3 separate regions of the Mus musculus genome follow, and regions 2 and 3 are each linked to region 1. A link is a contact called in public promoter capture Hi-C data. All regions are on one chromosome and are shown on one strand. The core of a region is the stretch at or near the end of the contact, and the rest is flanking DNA. Distances in the headings are between cores, read along the strand shown. Region 1 holds the start of Adcy10 (adenylate cyclase 10). Region 2 overlaps Dcaf6 (DDB1 and CUL4 associated factor 6). Region 3 holds the start of Mpzl1 (myelin protein zero-like 1).

What was found. Promoter capture Hi-C pulls out the DNA fragments that hold promoters and counts their contacts.
Region 2: a contact with region 1 is called in a promoter capture Hi-C map of liver. The contact joins the enhancer-like site here to the promoter of Adcy10 in region 1. A contact is called at or near these places in 5 of 39 promoter capture datasets (frontonasal cranial neural crest, hematopoietic stem and progenitor cells, liver and 1 more), 2 of 484 Hi-C or Micro-C datasets (the G1E-ER4 cell line and nephron progenitors), 1 of 115 datasets of contacts at active chromatin or transcription factors (large pre-B cells) and 3 of 9 other capture datasets (adipose tissue, liver and pancreatic islet).
Region 3: a promoter capture Hi-C map of second pharyngeal arch cranial neural crest shows a contact between it and region 1. The contact joins the promoter of Mpzl1 here to the promoter of Adcy10 in region 1. A contact is called at or near these places in 12 of 39 promoter capture datasets (the 3T3-L1 cell line, the C10 cell line, the HPC-7 cell line and 8 more), 2 of 484 Hi-C or Micro-C datasets (both in liver), 5 of 115 datasets of contacts at active chromatin or transcription factors (the 230-238 cell line, the SCID.adh cell line, bone marrow-derived macrophages and 1 more) and 3 of 9 other capture datasets (adipose tissue, liver and pancreatic islet).

Annotation. Positions count from the first base shown.
Region 1 is chr1:165,482,492-165,486,937 of GRCm38.p6, forward strand. It overlaps Adcy10 (adenylate cyclase 10), which reads left to right and starts at 2,692. Exons shown (of 34, transcript NM_173029.3): 1 at 2,692-2,844.
Region 2 is chr1:165,328,895-165,333,340 of GRCm38.p6, forward strand. It overlaps Dcaf6 (DDB1 and CUL4 associated factor 6), which reads right to left. Exons shown (of 19, transcript NM_028759.1): 18 at 4,395-4,446; 19 at 606-1,109. The coding sequence ends at 1,045. Among named protein-coding and RNA genes, the nearest start is that of Gpr161, 35 kb to the left of the region's middle. Within about 2 kb of position 1,842, at least 5 of the 459 cell types and tissues checked have an H3K27ac peak or open chromatin away from gene starts, as enhancers often do. A contact at or near this core is called in liver, where this site is marked.
Region 3 is chr1:165,632,070-165,636,515 of GRCm38.p6, forward strand. It overlaps Mpzl1 (myelin protein zero-like 1), which reads right to left and starts at 2,472. Exons shown (of 6, transcript NM_001083897.1): 1 at 2,234-2,472. The coding sequence starts at 2,324.

The DNA of each region.
Region 1 (4,446 bases), core at 1,442-3,941:
CATATTAGCCAGATATGGTGCTACACAGCTGTAATCCCAACATGGGGAAGATCAGATCGTTTTTTAGTACCTTGTAAGTTTAAAGCCATCCTGAAAGAAAGAGTATTTCTTGTATAGAGTCTCTCCCATGTTGGTTCACAAGATTTAACTGAAGCCAGAAGTGAGAGCACTCTATTAATCCCAGCTATAGGGAAGCACTCAGTCCTGAACTCTAGACCTGCATGAACAATACAGCAAGACTTCCCGGGGAAGTGTGTGTGGGCTGGGGAAGGCAGGAGGTATGTTGATACATACCTGTAATTTACACACTTGTGATGGGTGGAGGCATGAAGTTCAGGAGTTCAAGGCTCAGTTATATGAAACACTGTCTCAAAAAAACAAAATAATAGGCTGGGTAGTGATAGTGCACACCTTTAATCCCAGCACACAGAGGCAGAGGCAGGTGGATTTCTGAGTTTGAGGCCAGCCTGGTCTACAGAGTGAGTTCCAGTACAGCCAGGGCTACACAGAGAAACCCTGTCTCGAAAAAAAAAAAAAGAAAAAACCCTATACTCTTAAATACTTACAGGAGTTGCTTTACTAGCAGTCTCTCATTGTAGATCCTGAACTCCCTAAGAGTAACTTCCACAGTGGCACAAGTCAGTATAGATGAATTCTGTGTCAAGCTTTTCTATCAAGTCCTTATTGACAGCTTTGTAAGTTTTTTTCAGTGCCACTGAGATTCCAACTCAACTGTGCCACATTGACTTGCGAATCTCTTCCTCTGAGATTTAAAGTTGATTAAAAGTAATAGCACTGGCTAATGGAGTTATAAAGATTCACTGAAATGACATTTTAGCACCGTGTCTGGCTCATGCCACCTACCTAATGTAAGAAAGTTCAGGAAATGCTATTTGGTTAGAAATAGATCCAAGAATCCTTTTTTTAGACTCAAGAATTTTTTAATATACCTTTGAATTTTTCTGTGGTTTAGCATCCATCTCAAGGGAATACTGATAGAAGGTACAGCAATACTGCTTGGTTTTTTTTTTTTTTTTTAGAGTAAGCAGATTTTTTCTTTTTAAGTTGTTAAGATGATAATGGAAGGTTAAATGTTAACAAAGATTCCTCGAAGCTCCAAATCTCTTTAAAGCAAAAGTCAATGCCAGAGCTTCTTTGTGTAGCCAAATGGGAAAAGCAGCTCTAACATTTACCAACTGAAAGGTCTGTTTAATTAGATTCACCCTGAGACTGGATTCAGTAGCATACGCATAATTAAACCCCCCTCCCTTAAAATGTGTGTTTTTACATTTTGGAATACAGTAAATTTAATTACTAGAATTGGCTATAAGAATATTCACATATATTTTCAGTTTTTTGTTTAAGTTTTAAATATATGCCCTGTCTTAGGGTTTCTGTTGCTGCCATGAAACACCAAAAGCAGAGTTGGGGAAGAAAGGGTTTGACCTCGCACTTCGATATTCCACATCATAGTCTATCATTGAAGTTGGGACTCAAACAGGGCAGGAGCCTGGAGGCAGGAGCTGATGCAGGGCCATGGGGCTGCATTCTCTCCTGCTCAACCTTCTTTCCTATAGCACTCAGGACCACCTGTCGAAGGGTGGGCCCACCACAGCAGCTGAGTCCACCCACATCAATCTCTAAGAAAAGGCCTCACAAGCTCACCTACACCCCAGCCAAATAGAGGCCTTCTCTCAGCTGAGGCTCCCACCTCTGATGACTCTACCTTGTGTCAAGTTGGCATAAAACTAGCCAGGACAGCTCCTTTAAAACATACTTTGACAGTGTCCCACTGGATTGTGAAAACTTAAATTCTTACTCATAAGGCCTCAGATTTTAACTGACCTTTGCGTAAATTTATAAGTAGACACATTAAAACCAGACGTATATTCAAAAACAGATGTATAATTTGTCAAAATTTTACCTCACAAGTAGTAAATTCATTAAAACTGGTAAAATTCATGGCCCTGATAGTGTGGTCACTACAATAGTGCTCCTTTGTTTATCCACCAGCCCTGGCAGCACCTGGAAGATAGTACCAAACGCTGAGGTGCTGCTGGTTGTCTGTAGACATCTATGCCAGTTTTTTAATGAAGTATAGTAAGAAATTAATAACAACAGTAATAAGATAAGACAATTGTAGCAAAATGCTGACAAGTCTGCCATACAAGTCATTTATACAGAGTGACTACACTGGACAGGAGGATGATTCGTGTCCCAGAGAGGACAGTGAGAGACTTCATTATGCTGCTGAACACTGTAATTCCAAAAAGAAAGAGTATTGCTGTAATTTTCCATTCATGTTTTCAGACCAAAGTTGATCAGTGGTAACTTAGCTTGCGTAACAAAACCAAAGACATGGCGAAACTACTGTATTGACTAAACTTGGGTGCTTGCTTAAGAGACTTTTCTTTTGATAATAGTCACCTATCAACTGTGACCTAATTTCAGTCACCCTCCACATGGTCAAGGAAAGAGATGTGTAAACGATGGGGTTATTTCACTCTCTCCAACTGTCTCACATGTCCAGACATGAGAACCTGAGATTGAGCCAAGCCAGTCTTCCAAGAGCAGTAGACCACTCAGTGTTGGGGGAGGGGTACGGTGATGCCAGCCAATCAGAAGCACAGCCAGTGCGCGTGAAACAATGAACTTCTGATGAGGGTGTGGCCTGGAAAACGGCTTTTTGACAAAACTGTCATTTGATGGGTCAGGTATGGACAGACATGGCACTTCTGCTGTCTTCAGAATAATAACACCAGACCCCTTTCCTGTTCTCTGCATTCCTGAAAGATCTAGTCCCTAATCTAGGCTCGAGCTTCTCCACAGTCTTGGAGAACAGAGGTACGTGGGAAGTAGGAGTTTCAGTAGAAGAAATAGCAGAGCTAGAAGGAAAACGACCATCTAGTGTCACAGCTAATAGACTTGAGAGGAGAGTGGTTGGCAAGTTCAGGGTTTATTTCTGCCAGCCTTTTAGGTTAGATTAGAAGCTTAAATGTGACCCTGTCCTGTTTGTCTTGGATATCATATATTTCTAGCTTGTCCTGTTTGCTTTCATCAGTCAAATAGTAAGTGCCTATCATATGAAGGTGCTAGAAAGGTGCTGTGGAAGAAAGAAAGACTAATAATGTGATCTCTAAAGAGGGGGTTTACAGTTCAGAGGGAGACAGTGTAAACAGGCCAAGAAGAGACTGACAGAAAATAAGTCACAAAAGTGTATAGACACTAAAAACCATGAAGAATGCAGAAGAGGAGTTGACAGAGTGATCAAGCAAGCTTTGGTGATACCGTTCCTTTTCAACCCCCCAGCCCCAACCCCCATTGTCCTCTTCTTAAAGAAGACTACATTATTGATGAAAAACTGAGCATAAGTCAAAAACTAGTAGGAAACTCTACAAGAGATGATGATGGACATGGTTGTGATCGGTCCTAACATATCCATAATCTTCGCATCCTGTTACTGCTCAGTTTTCCCATGACATCAGAAGGTGTGCTTGGATTCAGCCAGGAAGGATGCTTGCTGTACCTTCACATCCTCACTTGTTCTTTTGTTTGGGGTGGGGGTGGGGAATCCTCATTCCTAGTTATATTCCCACAGGCTCACACATTCTGCTTGACTGTGAGAGAATTGGCAAGGTGCCATCCACATGCCCTCCAGATGAGAGGATTAAACACACCTTTTCTGTAGATTTGGACATCCCCAATGTGTCAGTCTTACATGAAATGCTTCATCTAAGGTGCCTGAGGGAGCCGGGCATGGTGGCATCCCACCATCTGAGAGGAAGGGTCAGGTAGACCTCTGTGAGTTCAAAGTCTACACAGTGAGTCCCAAAACAACCTGTGAAGTGCTTAAATTGTAACTAAGCCGTGGGTGTATCTGTGGAGAGTATCTCTGCCACTACCATTTATTATGTTGCAGAACTTACAGAAAATTCTTCTAAAATGGAATTTGTCTATTTTACTCTTAAGAAGACTCATAAGAAAAACTCCCAGCTATTTACTTTAGATATCCTTGCCTTTTAGACTCATGGACAAATCAGGTTTCCCATGGATTGGGATACTCCTGTTCACCCTAGCATTTGGGAAGTGGAAGCAGGAGAATCAGGAGATCAAGGCGAGCCTCAACTCCAGATGAAGTCTGAGGCTGGCCTGGGCTGTGTGAGTCCCTTGAGTCCCTTATGCCTATCTCAGATCTACAGTAATTCTGCTTTCACTTCAACTCCCATCTTTCTAGTCTCAAAATGAGGCTGCTTTCCTTCCTTAGTAATCACAACAAAACTGTCCCCAAGTCACAACAAAACTGTCCCCAAGTCACAACATTTAGAACAACGATCTTATCGTGCTCATGTGTGGTGTACATGTGTACATTGTAGAGGACGCTAGTGGTTGACAGCATACATCTTTTCTTGATCACTCTCAATCTTAATTGTTGGGCAGTTAACTTGA
Region 2 (4,446 bases), core at 592-3,091, 150 kb before region 1:
ACAGGAAAACACGGTAAGGTACACACAGTTCAGGAAAACACGGTAAGGTACACACAGTTCAGGAAAACACGGTAAGGTACACACAGGAAAACACGGTAAGGTACACACAGTTCAGGAAAACACGGTAAGGTACACACAGGAAAACACGGTAAGGTACACACAGTTCAGGAAAACACGGTAAGGTACACACAGTTCAGGAAAACACGGTAAGGTACACACAGTTCAGGAAAACACGGTAAGGTACACACAGGCCTGGGGGACTGTCTGAAGTGGAGGTGGATGCTAGAGTCAGCTAACTGATCACAGTAATTCAGGAATATGGACAGAGAGGTAGACCAGAAGACAGCACCTTGAGTTTGTGCTAATGTAAATCATCTATAAGACCCAGTGACTGATTTGGATGAGGTGTCAACAGATCCTGAGAAGTAGCTCAAGAAAAGTGAAGAAAAAGGGAAGAGAACTGTAAAGGCCCTTTTACATTATCTGGTCACACAGAGGTCAAGATGGAAAGGACTATTAAATTCAGAAAACAGCAAGCCCTCTTTTGTTAGAGAAATGACTAGAAAATGTGGGTAAAGTAGCAAAGAATTAAATAAAAAGTCAAATTTAGGATATCTTAAAGCAACCAACATCTTTAATTAGAAAGCAACAAACATGCAAATGGCAAGTGTAGAAATTTATTTGAACCAACATTTTCACTACAATGAAAATGACTTCAGCATTGATCCAAGCTCCCACAGCGGAGGGTCAGGAAGTATTGCACTTTGCTTTTTTTTTTTTTTTTTTTTTTTTTTTGGACTCCATACACGGCAAAAGGTTTCAAAAAACATTTTGCTTACTTTGTTTTACACACTCTCCCAACTCATGCACACACTCATTCCAAACCAATGTTTGGTTATCCCCAAAATAGGGAAGAACTCCAAAAAAAAAAAAAAAAAAAAAAAACCCATAGCCTTAAATTGCACTAAAGTTCTGTAAAGAAAAAAAATATAATAAATGTCGTATACAAATCTCAGAACATCTAAGTGCTTGCCAAGGAGTTCTTTATTCTTCATCCTCATTTTCATTCTCCTGACCTGAACCTTCTGATCTGTCACCCTCCAGACGGTCTGGAAAACAGACATGAGAATCATACACACTCAAAATCCTTTTAGTATTTATCATAAATAACCCCTAGAACTTCATTTAAAACCACAAAAAACATTTCTAATTCAAAACTTAAGTATGTAAAAATCTACTCACTAGTATATACAGAAGTCTTGGTTTGGTTTTTGTTTTTTCGGAAACAAGGTCTTACTATGTAGCCTTGGCTGGCTTTGTAGACCAGGCTGGCCTCTAATTCACAGAGATCTACCTGCCTTGCATTTCTAGAGCTAGGATTAAAGTCATACACCACCAAACCTGGCTCTTAAAGGTTTTTTGTTTTTTTTTTTTTAAGATTTTCTTTTCAATGTTTTAAATTCTATGTATGTGCACCCATGCCCAGTAGGCATGTGTATATGAGAGCAGGTGCCTGTTGAGGCTGGAAGCCCTGGAAGCCCTGGAGCTGGTGATACAGGCGACTGTGAGCTGCCTAACGTCAGTCTTCTGAAAGAGCAGCACGTACTCTTTAACTGAGCCATGCCTCCAGCCCCAATATAAGCTTTCAATTTGGCGTCAAAAGGTAATGAAGAATGAAAACATAATACAGTATATACAATACCATATAATTTTAAACATACAAGACCTTGATATATTACATTCTCTTGCAGTGGTTTTCAAACAAGGTGTCTTGGAGGCTAAGTTTTAACTAAGGGGACCTGGAAGGGGATGCAAGAGAGAGAAGCCTGGAGAGAATGCTGATGTGTTCACCTTCTGACACTGTGACTTGATGTCATTTACAAAGTTCATGCTCCAAAACAGAGCAATCAGGTTGCAAAAATAAAACAAACAAAAACTTTGCCAAAAAAAAAAAAACCCCAAAAAAACTCTTACACTGGAAACAGTACTTTCAATGAAATTATGATTTTCCATTGGGCTAAATTCACAGCTATTTTGGGGCACATGGCCTGTGGGTAACCAGATGGACACATCTGTAAGAGGCTTGTGTACTTCTGTTTGTAAGATTTCTTAAAATTCAGTATCTACTACATTCCAGGAAGTGGCTAACCCTGAGATAACAATGGTGACTAAAATGAATGCAGTTTCTTCCCTCAAGGTAAGCCCTATCTGGTTCAATATTCAAGTGTACACATATGTCATGTACTTGGTGGCCACTGTACCATGCATGCTCTCCTAGGCTTATCCCATTTGCACTTGCTGTTCCTTTGCTTGGGGCATTTTTGCATAATCCATTAGACCATGCTTCTGCCCAGTACAACTATGAAGCTTTTTGCTAAACTTTCCCAACTTCTTCATGAGCTCCTTCCTCCACATTTTCTGGAAACTCCTTGATGAGCCTTACAACAATGACCCAGGTTACACTACTTGTGAACCTGTCGATTAGCTTTTGGATAATTTTGGATCTTTCTATCTTCAGGGCTTATACAGACCGTTCAGTGAAGGTGTTTAGTGTCCTTGGTTGGTTTCCGCAGCACTGAAGAATTCAACCTAGAGCCTCGGGCACAATAAGTAAGAAAGCACTGTGCCACAGAGCTTTACCCTGGAGCAAGGTTTACTGAAGGAATGGATGTGAGGTATGAAGATAAGCTGTATCGCACCAGGGTGTATGAAGACAATGGCAGAAAGCCACTGCCACAGTAAGGATAGCATTTAAGACATATATTGACAAGTGCATTTTCCCAAATACTGTGGAAAATATTAAAATAGATCAGGCTTAAAGATGTCCACAACAGAAGGACACCAAACACCAGATGGGAGGGAGCAGTTTAATGATAGAAACTCTGAGGAGAGGAAGGTTTTGGTTTATCATCTAGGGCTAGCATGGCAGAGTAATGGGCTGGCCTCAGGGCTGTACGTGAAACCCTGAGTCAAAGGGAATGTAGTTTCAAGTCAGGTTTAACGTTCATCAGGTAATGGCCTGGGCAAATTATTAAAGCCTAATTTAAAGGGTTACTATTTGAGAGACTGGAGAGACTTGCTGCTTTTGTAGAAGACCCAGGTTCAGTTCCCATCACCACACACTGGATCACAAACAACTGTAGCTCCAGGTCTATGGTATCCAACATTCTCTTTTGAACCCCCTTTGTGTTAGGCATGCATGTGTACATGCAGGTAAAACACTCATACCATACCATAAAATAAAATAAAATAAATCTAAAATAAAGTCTTTAATTTTTTTTTAAAGGGCTAGTATTTGCTGTGTCAGTGGTACATGGCTTTAATACTAGTACTCAGGAGGCAGAGGCAGGAGGATCTCTGTGAATCGAGGCCAGCCTGGTCTACAGAGCAAACTGCAGGACAACTAGGACTACAGAGAAGCCCTCTAAATAAATAAGTGAACAGTTAATATTTGATACAATATAAGTACTCTATAAATGATGCATAATACTCAACACGTGAATGAACTTATGAAGTCAGTGAGAAGTGATAAGCATACATAATACACACTTTTACTGTTATGAATACAGATTATGCAATTTACTCTGAAATATTAGTTGTAATGATACATAGTTTTCAGATCCAAGTCACTGAACCAGAGTTTATCATCTAAAAAATGTATTAAGAGGTGGAGAGATGGCTCAGTAATTAAGATCACTTATATAACCTGGCTTCAGTTCCCAGCACCCAGTAACCATAGTCTGTAACTTCAGTTCCAGAGGATCCAATACCTTCTTCTTGCTCCTGTGGGCACTGCATACATACAGTACCAGATACACATGAAGGAAAACTCAGACACATAAAATAAAAATAATTAAATCTTAAAAACATTATTGAAAAGTACACTAACATAACTTCCTTCCTTACCACATAACGCTTGCTTTTCACTAGGGCTTTACTGATTTTTTAAATAAATCTATGGTAAAGTGTACTCAGCATAACCTTATTTATTGTTTTTGTTAGTGGAGGCAGGACTCATGTATCTCAGGCTAGCCTTGAACTTCCTATGTAGCCTAGGGTGACTCTGGACAGCTCTTCCTCCCTCCTCCCTCCACCTCCCTTGTGTTTAGGGAGTGCCACTACACCCACCCAGCAGTGCACTGTACTTCCTGTAAAGGAAGATTACCTAAGACAGAGTTCTCAAGCGACTGTGCTTGCATTTTACCATTTTCCAATAAACGAGTTTTATAAGGACATAATTTACAGTGTTAGGTCAAGGGTTCACAGAAAGAAATCCTAGTTCTAAAGTTGTTGATTTCATTTTTGGACATTAAGAAAATCACATAGATCTCTAAGGTAGGGCTTACTGTTTTCAAATAAAATAATGATTTTAATGATAGAGTAGAAGTTCTTACCAGCTCGGATATGATTCAGTGACGCCAACATCCTCAACATGAAAGAGGCTGG
Region 3 (4,446 bases), core at 1,222-3,721, 150 kb after region 1:
GTAAGCCCAGATAATGACTGGTCAATGGTGGGTGAGCCACAACCCTGACCTGAACTGCTTAGACTTGCATGTGTCTCTGGCCCTCTATTTAAACTTTAAACTTTCAGGACCCTGGGGATGGCTGGAATTGAGTCACTGGATCTCCGTGTGTCTTCCCAACGTGGCCACACTGAATAAATCTCCACTGAAAATGTTCTTTCTTTTTTTTTCTTTTTTTGTTTTCTTTTTTTTGTTTTGTTTTGTTTTAACTATTGATTTGACTGTTTTGACTTCTCAAGAACCTGCAGTCTTAGGGTAAAGAATGTGACCCCACGTGACCCCACGTTCCGTGAGTTTCAAGTACTTAACATCTAAGAGGTGCGGATAGATACTTGCTAAGTAACTGAACAGAACTTGAGAGGCTATTCTGGATGAGATCAGTGGTGTGTTCCTGCAGGTCCCAGGCTCCTGGAGGCTGAAGCAGGACTGCTTGAGCCCAGGAGTTGAAGGCCAGTCTAGGCAACACGGTGAAAAGAAACCCCAAAAACAGAAAAGTCAGGTGTGGTATACACCTTTAATCCAGCCCTTGGGAGGCAGAGTCAGGACGATGCCCAGTTCAAGAACAGCCTGTGATAAAACAGTGAGATGCTGTCTCAGAATGTTTTGTAAAAGATGAGCCCTTATGTGTAGTTCCTTCAAATCAGCCCAGACTGGCCTCCAACTCATGTCAATCCCCCTGTCCCAACCACTCAAGTGCTGGGATTTCAGGTGTAAGCCATCATACCTGGCTTCTAAAAAAAAAAGAAGAAGAAGAATGGTTTCTTTTATAGCAGAGCAGGTGACATTTCATTCATAACACAGTCCCTGCTTCTGCAGCTTTTAACACCCTGAATTTAAGATCACTCTGACCGCCCTGTCCCCAACGGCAATGTCTGACATCACACAATTCAGCCCACAATCAGTCTGATAAAGTGGAGTTTGGGTCTGTTCTGTGTTCCTTTGCTTAAACACAAATACAGCCGGCACCAATAGAAAAAAAAATGGCAAAAACAAACAAACAAACAAACAAACAAAAACCCACGCCTTTTCTGTTTCCTTAGGAGAAACAGGAAAACAAAAACAAAAACAAAACAGATCCCATCTGATACATAAAAAAAAAAAAAAAAAAAAAGAATCTTGTCCATTTTCACCTCCAAGCTATTAACTAGGAGCTTAAATGAAAGCTGGAAATCCAACAGAATCTCACCTATACTCCTGGTTCGAGAGACTACTACATTAAGAACTTTTGCACGAAAGAAAGTACTGAGTAATGGATTTTGAACAAATTACATTTTACACAACAAAAGAATGAGTGGGAGGAACCCCCTCCGTGTTTTCTTAGGAGTTCGACCTCTCGGTAACCACTACTTAGCTGAATTCTGAGACAGAAACAAGTACTTTACTTTGAACAACACACAAAAAAAGTCCTGGGGCAGACACTACTTCAGACGCCCCATAAAACAACTCGTCCAAGACGTCATATAAACCGAGCCGGAGCCTTTATCAAAAACTTAAGCCTGGTTTATTTGGTAAGGGCCTGAGAGGGGGGCTTTTAAAATCAAAGTAAAAGCATGCTTTGTAAATGTTCGTCTTGTCAAACTATCTTGCCCATGTTTACCATTAATACGAATTCGACCGAATTCTTTCAAGCCTTTGCATTCTAGGCTAGAAGTAACGTAAATTTCGCCTCTGTGATTTACAGACCCCAGAGATGAAATAAATGAGAGTCTGAGTTTTCAATCATAGAGCCTTAAGAATTGATCTGAGCGCATTCGAAATAGATCTTACCAGGTAAAGGAAAAACACTGGTTTAAACAAGGAAATAAACCAACAAAGGCCCACAGGTGAAAAATCCTGCAATCTTCCGCCATCTCCCAAAGGTGGAGAACATCAATTCCAGAGTCGGACTCCCGGGAGGTCCTGGGCAACTCAGAATCGCCAGGAGGCGACCGCAGGGGACTGGGCGTGAGTGGGCTCCTGGGACTGTCCCCAGGGAGCTGCAAGGTAGGGAGCTCCCTCACCCCTCCCCGCCCCACCCCCCTCGCCCTCTACGCAAAGGGATCCAAAGAAAGAGGTTCCTCGGCTCCCGGCCGCGCTCCCCGGGCGGCGTGCCCAGGCCCCAGAGCTCGCAGGCCGCGCCCCCTCCCCTCCGAGGCGCCCCGAGCGCGCGCACGGCCGCGGAGCCCCCGCCCGACCCCGGCTCGGCATCACTCACACAGCCCGAGCATCGCGGCTAGCACCGACCACAGCCAGCGCCGGCGGGCCGGGGCCGCAATCAGTGCCACGGCTCCGACGGCCTCTGCCATCCTGCTCCCGCCGCTCCGTTCCGCCCGGCTTCCCGCTGCGGTCGGCTGGCTTGCCTTAGACCACACAGCTCTGTCCGGATCGCGGCTGCGAGCGCGAGGACACCTCCACGCCACCGCTCCCCGCTCCCGGCCCCAGTGGCCAACCGCCAGCCTTCTGCCCAGCTCCAGCCCCTGTGCCCGCCCCACTGCTCGCTCATTGGTCCTCCTGGCAACCTGGGAAAGAAGCCATTGGACAACTCGACTCCCTGTCAGCCCCCTCGGGCAAGGCCCCGCCCTCCGGGCCCCGCCCTTGGTGTGATCTGTGCAGCATGCCCGCGTACTGTGCCTCTGCAGCCGCATTACTTTGAGCCTGCCTGCGTGGCTGGTCGTGGGGCTGCCCTCCGGCCCACCGCCGCCAGAGGCTGCCCTCCTCTCTGAGGGGCCAGTCCCACAGTTCTCTTAATGTCCCTCCCCGCGGTCTCTTCCAAGTCCGGATATCATTTCCGACTAGGATCTGCTTGGTTACTCCTGGCCTCACTCACCTAAAGAAAAGCAATTAATTTAGGGACCGGGTGGGGGAGGGGAGGAGTGAAGTGAAGAGAGAGGTGAGGAAAGACTTCCATTCAGTGGTCGAGATAGAAAAAGACCCACCATCTCTTTGACCTTTGCCGAGTATCTGTCTTTGCCTGAACTGGATCATTTGCGTTGCAACATGAGAAGTCTCCATCTTGCCCTAACCTCTGAGCAGGCCCTTTTTTGGCTTTTCAGAGGACAGGAAAGGAATAGGAATTGGAACTCTTTCCCGCCACCTAGATAACCAGTGACTGCACTTACTGTTTGTTTAGCATATCAACGTCCCTCGGCCTATAGATGAAAAGTTAGGACGGAGGCGGTGCCTTACTTCAATTCTGAAAAGTGCCGGCTGCTACTAGTTACCCAGCAAACCCTAAAGAGAGGGAGGATTCTGAGAATGGTCTTCAAAGGGGGAAAAAGGAGGGACCAGACACAAAACAGATTAGAGTGAACGAAGAACGGGAAAATCCAAGTGAGAGTTTGGAGGAGGAAAACAAGTTTTAGGAACAAGACTATAATAGGCGGAGCGTAGTCCAGTAGACCAAAACGCGGCCTCTCCTTTCAGGATTTTGTCAAAAGCCAGTCTTAACAGTGTCCTTCCGATGTTTCCAGTGGCCTAGCCCCTTAACCTTGCAGTAGAGCAAGTTCCTAATTACTAGGCAATTGGAGAAAACCAAGAATGCATATCGCAGCTATTTTGCCTTCCGGTTAGCAGGTCCTGCCCATCGGTGGCACTTTACTTTCAAGGAGCACACATTGGAGTTTTAATAACCAAGAGTTTAGCAGGAAAGTAGAAAGGGCAAGCTGTGGAGGAGTCTGAGAAAGAAGGACTGTCTCAAGTTTGAGGCCAGCCAGCCTAGGCTGCATCAGGAGTTCTAAGGCAGCCTGTGCCACACAGTGTAGACTACCCTGTGAGACTCTTAAAACTTTTTTTTTTTTTTTGTGGCCATCCTTAGGTTATCCTGTGGGCAACAGAAGGGGAGTGGCCACGAAGTCAGATCTGTACTGAGGAGAGCACCTCATGTCTTTAATCCCACCCTCAGGAGACAGAAACAGGGGGCCTTTGAGAGTTTGTTCTACATAGTGATTCTAGGTCTGACAGGATTACTTAGTGAGACCCTGTCTCAGGGGTGGGGGTGGGGAGGAGGCACGGAGGAGCATGCTCAGGCTCATAACATAGGTATCACAGAAGGAAGGCAGCATTGAGAAGTGGTTCAGAAAAAGATCGATGTAGGAAATAGAATCAAGAAAAAGAGTTCTAATTCCTAGACTGTCAACCTTGCCTTTAGGATCAGTTTCTACGGCCTTTTCAGCCAGCTCCTTCCTCCAGGTGAGCGCCTCAGTCCACAGCAGATGACATCTCAGTCATCTACCAGGACCGGTTGTCTAACATCTCCATGATCCGGGGGATTTTGGTCAGGCTGTGCCTCCAGGTCTCAGAGATCTAGACGGTCAGTAGGATAGAGGCTAGCACTGGTGACTTACTGATGAACGGGCTTCTGAAGGACAGAGGTCAAAGGTGCAAAAAGCACAATAATGACAGGTGAGGGTCAGAGGTTAAAGGTGCATT